2 separate regions of the Rattus norvegicus genome follow, and region 2 is linked to region 1. The links are chromatin contacts, called in public Hi-C maps. All regions are on one chromosome and are shown on one strand. The core of a region is the stretch at or near the end of the contact, and the rest is flanking DNA. Distances in the headings are between cores, read along the strand shown. Region 1 overlaps Stk39 (serine threonine kinase 39). Region 2 holds the start of Stk39 (serine threonine kinase 39).

Evidence for each region. A called contact is a pair of places that touch in the nucleus more often than the background predicts.
Region 2: a contact with region 1 is called in a Hi-C map of the A7r5 cell line, with 2.8 times the contacts expected there. The contact joins the promoter of Stk39 here to the enhancer-like site in region 1. A contact is called at or near these places in 2 of 12 Hi-C or Micro-C datasets (the A7r5 cell line and mammary epithelial cells).

The regions. Positions count from the first base shown.
Region 1 is chr3:73,542,888-73,546,093 of GRCr8, forward strand. All of the region lies in intron 1 of Stk39 (serine threonine kinase 39), which reads right to left. Among named protein-coding and RNA genes, the nearest start is that of Stk39, 42 kb to the right of the region's middle. Within about 2 kb of position 1,519, at least 4 of the 93 cell types and tissues checked have an H3K27ac peak or open chromatin away from gene starts, as enhancers often do.
Region 2 is chr3:73,585,447-73,588,652 of GRCr8, forward strand. Stk39 (serine threonine kinase 39) reads right to left here and starts at 1,533. Exons shown (of 18, transcript NM_019362.1): 1 at 883-1,533. The coding sequence starts at 1,117.

The sequences.
Region 1 (3,206 bases), core at 269-2,768:
TGAGTGTCTGTTTATTTAGTCAATACATTTTATGGGCTGTCCAGTATGTACCAAGTATGTCCAGTATGTACCAAGCATTATTTAAGCTGCTGGAAAGGAAGCTTAGAATAAGTTCTCTGCCCTCCTACAGTTTACATTTTAATGTGGGAGGTGATTGGGACGTCAAAATATCATGAACAAGATCAATTTTAGACTGCGGTAAGTGTGGTGGCTGAAGTTAAACTGTAGTTAACATGAAGCTACTTCCGATGCTCAGGTGAGGTGGCCGCCTCAGGTGAAAAGGAGTCACCCTGCAAAAATCCACAGGTAAAGTAGAGGAGAGGACAGTCTGAGTATCCTAACGCCTTTGTCTGCGACAAACAAGAGTTGGGAAAATTCAAGGGACAGAGACGCGGGTGACGTGGAGATTATCGGTGAAAGGACAGGTAGGAAAGATGGCTGGGTGGGCAGGCAGGACACAGGACACAGGACACAGCACACACGGAGCCATGAAAACAAAGAAAGCTTCAAGGCACTGTGTAAGAAGGACGAGACCTGCTTTAGACTTGGCGGTGGTCGCTCTGGGGTCCTGCATGGAGACGAGGTTGTACATGATACAGTCTGACAGAGCGTGATGGATTACGGAGTTGCTGCGTGTGTTGCAGCAGAGGGTGGCATGCCATGTGTACAGACAGCCAGGCAGAGGAAGAGAGTGGCTGACTGGGGATGCATCTGGATCCCAAGTCATGGCATTTGCTGATGGTGGACTGGAAAGACAGCTTCAGAAAAAAGCGTGCTGGGATGAAACAGATCACGTAATCACTGTTTCTGTGGGCCACCACTGCATTTTAGATATATGAATATCTGCTATTCACTCCGTCCTTCCCCAGACTCTGGTCCAGTCAACAAGCTAGGCCCATCCTGCTCCAGACGACAAATCTATACGGCATGCACATTGTTTGAATGGCCTCCAATCTCACATATAACGGTAACTGACGGCTGGAGGACAGAGTGTGGAAACCAGCTGACCACCATCTCCCAAATACCGAGTAAGAAGAGTCAGGCAGAGGAAGACGCATTTCCACACATTAGGAGTTCCTTCAGAGAGAAGAACTGCCCCATCTTTCTTACAGGGGACCAGATGACTGCACTGCCTTCAGAAAACCAAAAGACGGAATTTAAATGTTTCACATTTACAGGTCTTTTCCCATCGAATGCTTCCTGAGGCTTAAAGGAAATACCTATCGGACAGAAAGCTCTCTCTTTATTCCCTTTCTTTACTAAAAACACAACTGTATTAAACAATAACGACGTTTTTTTTTTAAATCCCATTAAAAATCCCACCATGGCGGCATATTGTGTCTCTACACTTACTCGCCCGCACTCACACTCATGGGACTCCCACATATATCCACAACTGTGAGTTTATATCCTGCTGTTGCCAATAGTGAGGTCATAGTTTCCACATCTGTACTGTGTGTCTCTAAGTACACACACTGTGGTGTGGCATGCCCAACATGTTATCAAGCCATAAACTATTGCCGTTGGCCCTTGACTTGGTCTTTATCTCAGTGTGACATAATACCCGAGAGGGGATGGCCCGCCTTTGATGCGGACAAATGCTCAAACGGCGCCAAGTGAACAAGCTCCGAGGCTTTCACACAGCCACCTTATTTGGTGAGTCACCAACTCACTTGTAAAATCACTTATCTGTCAATGATTTGCCAAGCCAAGTGAGTGTAGAAAAGTCAGTCAATTTCACTTGGAGATTATTCACAAGGGAGACTGCCCTAACTCACAACACACAGCAGGAAGTCAGGTGAACCTACACCAGAAAATATCCCCCTTATCCTCCCTCCCCCTCCCCCTCCCCTCTTCTTCCTTCTTATTTATTTATTTATTTATTTATTTATTTATGTATTTATAATGTGAGGACAGAACAGAAACTGAGAAGGAATCTCTTGTTCTCTTAACACCGTAGTTCCATCACGGCTGTATTCACTGGCTAGAGAAGCAGTCAGCAACAGTCTACGGGTCTCCCTGAATATCTTAGAGAAAGTTCTCAGTTAGCTCATGATACACGAACATGTGGTTGATAAACTCCGAACTATACCTAAAACACACAGACAGATGTCGCTGGTAGAGAGGTGAGCTTTAGGGTCTCGTAGCTCAGGGCACACAGGGAGATCACGTGCTCACTTAGTCCCTACAGCAGCGAGCCTCCCGATTCCTCCCTGTAACACTGGAGCCTGGGCAATATTGAACGCAGCAGGGGCTCTGGGACCAGCTGCAGCTCTCCCTGCCTTGACAACTTCAGGAATTCCACCCTTCAGAGGATGTGAAATGTATAGCCTTGTCTGAGAGGAGGCCAGCAGCAGCAGCCTGTCATGCCTCTATCCCCTCATCTGAGAGACCAGCAGCATGTTCTCCCCCCTTCCTTTTCTCAGCCTACTTGAACCTGTGAGTCCAGCTGATTCTGGAGAACATCTGAAGGAGGAAGCGGTGGTTATCCACAGATCAGATGTTACCTCGGGAGAACCTGGACTCCATCCTGGAAAGATGAGCCGTGTCCTGCTGCGTGGCACACACTCCTATTTCAAAGCCACTGGAGGAGCAGTGTCATGCTAAGGGGCTCTGTGACAACATCCTGTGCGACAGGAAATGGGAACCTGTGTTTTAATTTTAAAATGATGCAGATTTTCTGAATCTTCTGAACTCAAAGGACAGCCAGAATCTTCACACAGCTAAAATCCTGCCATATCGAACCGTGTCAGAAACAACTAAACTCTAGCAGTGCCTTGGAAATGTCTAGGCCATCGGGTATCTGAATGTCACATTAAATCCCAGAGTAGTATGTGACCTGAATTATATCCCAACCATCTTCTGCAAGAACCACAATACCAAAAATGACCAAAAACTAATTTCCACCCACCTTTGCTTCTTAAGATTATCATGTAAAAATGTGTCTATACGGGGGATGCGGTTGTAGCCCGTGAGAGACGTGTTGGCTAGCCAGTAGAAGGCGCTGGGATCAGTCCCCAGCCCTGAGTAAGTGTATAAATCCGTGAGCCAAAGGCTATATATCAAAATATCTAAAAAGAAGGATGGTGAAGGGGGCACTGCACTAACCAGTCGTCTTAGCAGTGAGCACACATTAAATATTAAATATGTGTATTCTGTACCACTCTCTCAATTCATCCCCAATTTTAAAACTCACATCCTCAGAG
Region 2 (3,206 bases), core at 283-2,782, 43 kb after region 1:
CCTGGCCCTTCACTTGCTTGACTCAAAGAAAAGTAACGCGGGCTTCTTGCCTTTAGACTTTGCCAGGCATTTAAAAATGTAAGATAAGATGTTATTAGTGAGCTGCCTAGGAGACACCAAAAGGTTGAGCGCGGATAATGGACAGCCTCGAGTTTCACAGCAGATCCTCCTGGCGCAGGGCAGGAGGCCAGCGCGCCCGCTCACCGGCCCCTGGGCTGGCAGCAGGCGGCGCGCCCGCAAAAAGGGAGGCAGGTACCCGGGCGCACTGCGCGCAGAACCGGGTTGCAGGGAGAACATGCGGCGGCTGTCAGAAGAAGGCCAGCATCCTCCCTGGTCTGGGCAGGCGCCTGGGCCTTTGCCACTACTACGTGGCTGGGCTACCCACCGAGAGGTCACCGCAGGAGGCAGAGGCGCGGCTATGCCCGCAGGGTCTCCCAGGACGCGTTTCACCCGGCGCGGCGCGGGGGCGCGGAAGCCCAGGGCGGCGCCCCCGCATCCCCACCCCGCCCAGGCAGCCCATCCGCGTGGTCACCGGCCACGAGCAGCGGCCCCAGGGCTTGAGGGGGGGAGGAGGATGCGGCGTTACTGGGTTCCAGCTCCGCCGCCCGGGCGATCCGGGAGATAAAAGTTTGCAGCCTGCAGCTCGTCTGCAGTGCGAGTCACATCCGCCGCGCCACCTCCTGCAGCAGCCGCGCTCAGGGAAGGAAGGGACAAATTAAAAATTAAAAAAGACAATAAAATAACTGTTGAAGCCGGTAGGCCCCGAAGCCGGCCGCTCTGCCTCTGGGCGTGCAGGCACACAGGAGAACCGCATCCCGCACCCACTCCCGCCCAGTCTCGGCGCCCGGCCTGGACCGGCCCCGCAGCACCCTCCGCACTGACCGATAACCTCCTGGAGCTCGTACGCGTCCCTGCAGATGGGCCAGCCGACCGCCTGAGCTGCCGGGGCCGGGGCTGGAGCCGCAGCTGGAGCCGGGGCCGGGGCTGCGGGCGCCGCCGGGGCCGGGGCCGGGGCCGGTGCTGATGTCGCGGCCGCCGGAGCCGCCGCCGCGGCTGTCACCGGGGCCGCCTGCTGGGGAAGCTGGACGTGCACGGGCGAGCCGCTCGGCTCCGCCATGATGCTGCGGGAGGAGAGTGAGGGGACGCGCCGGCCGGCGGACGACCTTCCACTTGAAACTTCCCTAGCCTCGTCGCCCACACCTCTCGACCGGCGCACGCCCTCCCCGTCCGCCGCAGCCGCCGCCGCCGCCGCCGCCGGAGCCTGCCACGAGGGGAGGGAGCCCGAGGCCGAGCCGGGCGGAGGGAGGAGGCTGCGCCGCGGAGGCGGGGACGGGAGGAGGCGGCGGCCGCCGCGCCCGCCGCGCGCCCCGATCCTCGCGCGCGCGGTGCTCTCAGCGCTGGGGGGAACCGCCGCCCCCTCCCGCCCTGCTTGCCGCCAGGGAAGTTTCCACGCGCTCGGAGCCTGGCGGCTTCAGGGGTGCTTTCGGGGATCGCCAGGCTCCCTTCCTATCCAGCCGCGCCTCCGCCCTAGACAATCGCACTCTCCAGAAGAAGCCCCCCTGGGACTCCGAGGGCGGGGTCGTTGAACGGCTGCCAGATTCTCTGCCTGCTAACTCTCCCCGAGCTAAAGAACCTGGAGTTCTTTTACAAGTTAGCGAGTGAGACACCTACACGGCGTCGGTTTTGTAGGACGCCGGTTAAAAAATAACCCAACTTGTAACTTTCCGGTGCTTTACCTGGTAGGAGCCCTTTCGCACCTTGCCTAATGTAATCGCTGTGCTGCTCTGAAATGAAACTGGACTCCATAAATCCCTGACTTTCTCTCTTGTTCAAAGTCACTTGGATCCCAGGAAGGTGATGTCTGTCAGGGGCAGTGAAGTTACAAGTAGTGGAGAGGAGAAAGGAGGGTATGCATGCAAAAAGGTTCTTGATTCTACCAACTCCCTACCCCCACAGCACCTTTTATGAGCTTAAAAACATGCTCAGTGGTAAAGTGCCAGCCTAATACACTTAAAGTCCTTGGTTCGATACCAAGCACAAATGAATACATAAACGGCCACATTAACCCTTTAAGATCCTAAGGTCAGACAGCAAGTTTCTTTGATAGAACACAATGAACATGCTGGGGCATAAATTAACTGCAATGGAAAGTTTTAAATAAATGCTGCTTTTTCAACACTCCCCGAATTACCTCATCTTTAAAATAGCTGTGGCAAAACCAGAGATCTTTCTAATTGCAGGTGTCACTTTTGAATGTTCGACTCTCATCCCTCACAGAGGTGACCACTATTAAAAGACTCTTGCCTCAGGCTGGAATGGTACTGTGACTCAATAGGCATATTGGTTCTGTGGCTGACACTAGGCTGGTTGGTTCTCACCATACAGCCAAGCTTGAGAAAGAACAAAGCACACGGGGAAGCCATGAAGCTCTTGAAGAGATAAAAACCTCCTTAAACTCTTTAAAAGATAATTCAGAATAGAAACGTAGGAGAAAAACCAGTTGTTCAGCAAAAACAGTGATGGTAACTGTTTACTTAACCCCTTAGGACACTATGGGATAGATTGGACAAATTAGCAACTAGCATGACTTGCTCGATGAGCTATAATTTATGCTGAACTAAGAATGTGTACTTCCTTTTGTGCAGCTAAACTATTTTTAAAAAGGCCTGTATATTTATTTTAATTTCTGTCAAGAAATAGACTACTCCTTCATAAACAAACTCTAGGCCTCTGATGAACAGGGGGCCTCTGTATCCCAAGTCACTGGTTCCCTCTCCATGAAGCTGCTCCCATTCTAACCAAAGAACTTTTAAGGGCTGCTTCTAAAGGTAAATAGAAAAGATTAAACAAGCATTCCTCCGCGTTGTCATAAGAAGTTATATCTTGACTTTCGATCATGAAATGGGATTGTAAAGGTCAGGAAAAGCCTTTAAGACATGGTAGGAAAACATGATTCACAGATTCGAGGCAAACCCAGACCACTTGGTTTCCCACAAAGAACAACTGTTCCTTACTCAGAGGCCAGATAGCTGTCCCCAGCCGACCACTTTCTAAATGACTACCAGGGAAGCCACTTGTAAGAATCCTCATGAGCTCAAGGCTGTTAGTATCTTTGAACCAAAGACTGGGTTTCAACATAAGACTGGGGGCTCCAAAATTCTGGCCAGGAAAGGAACCTTTTAAAAAACGAAATCACTTTGGGGATT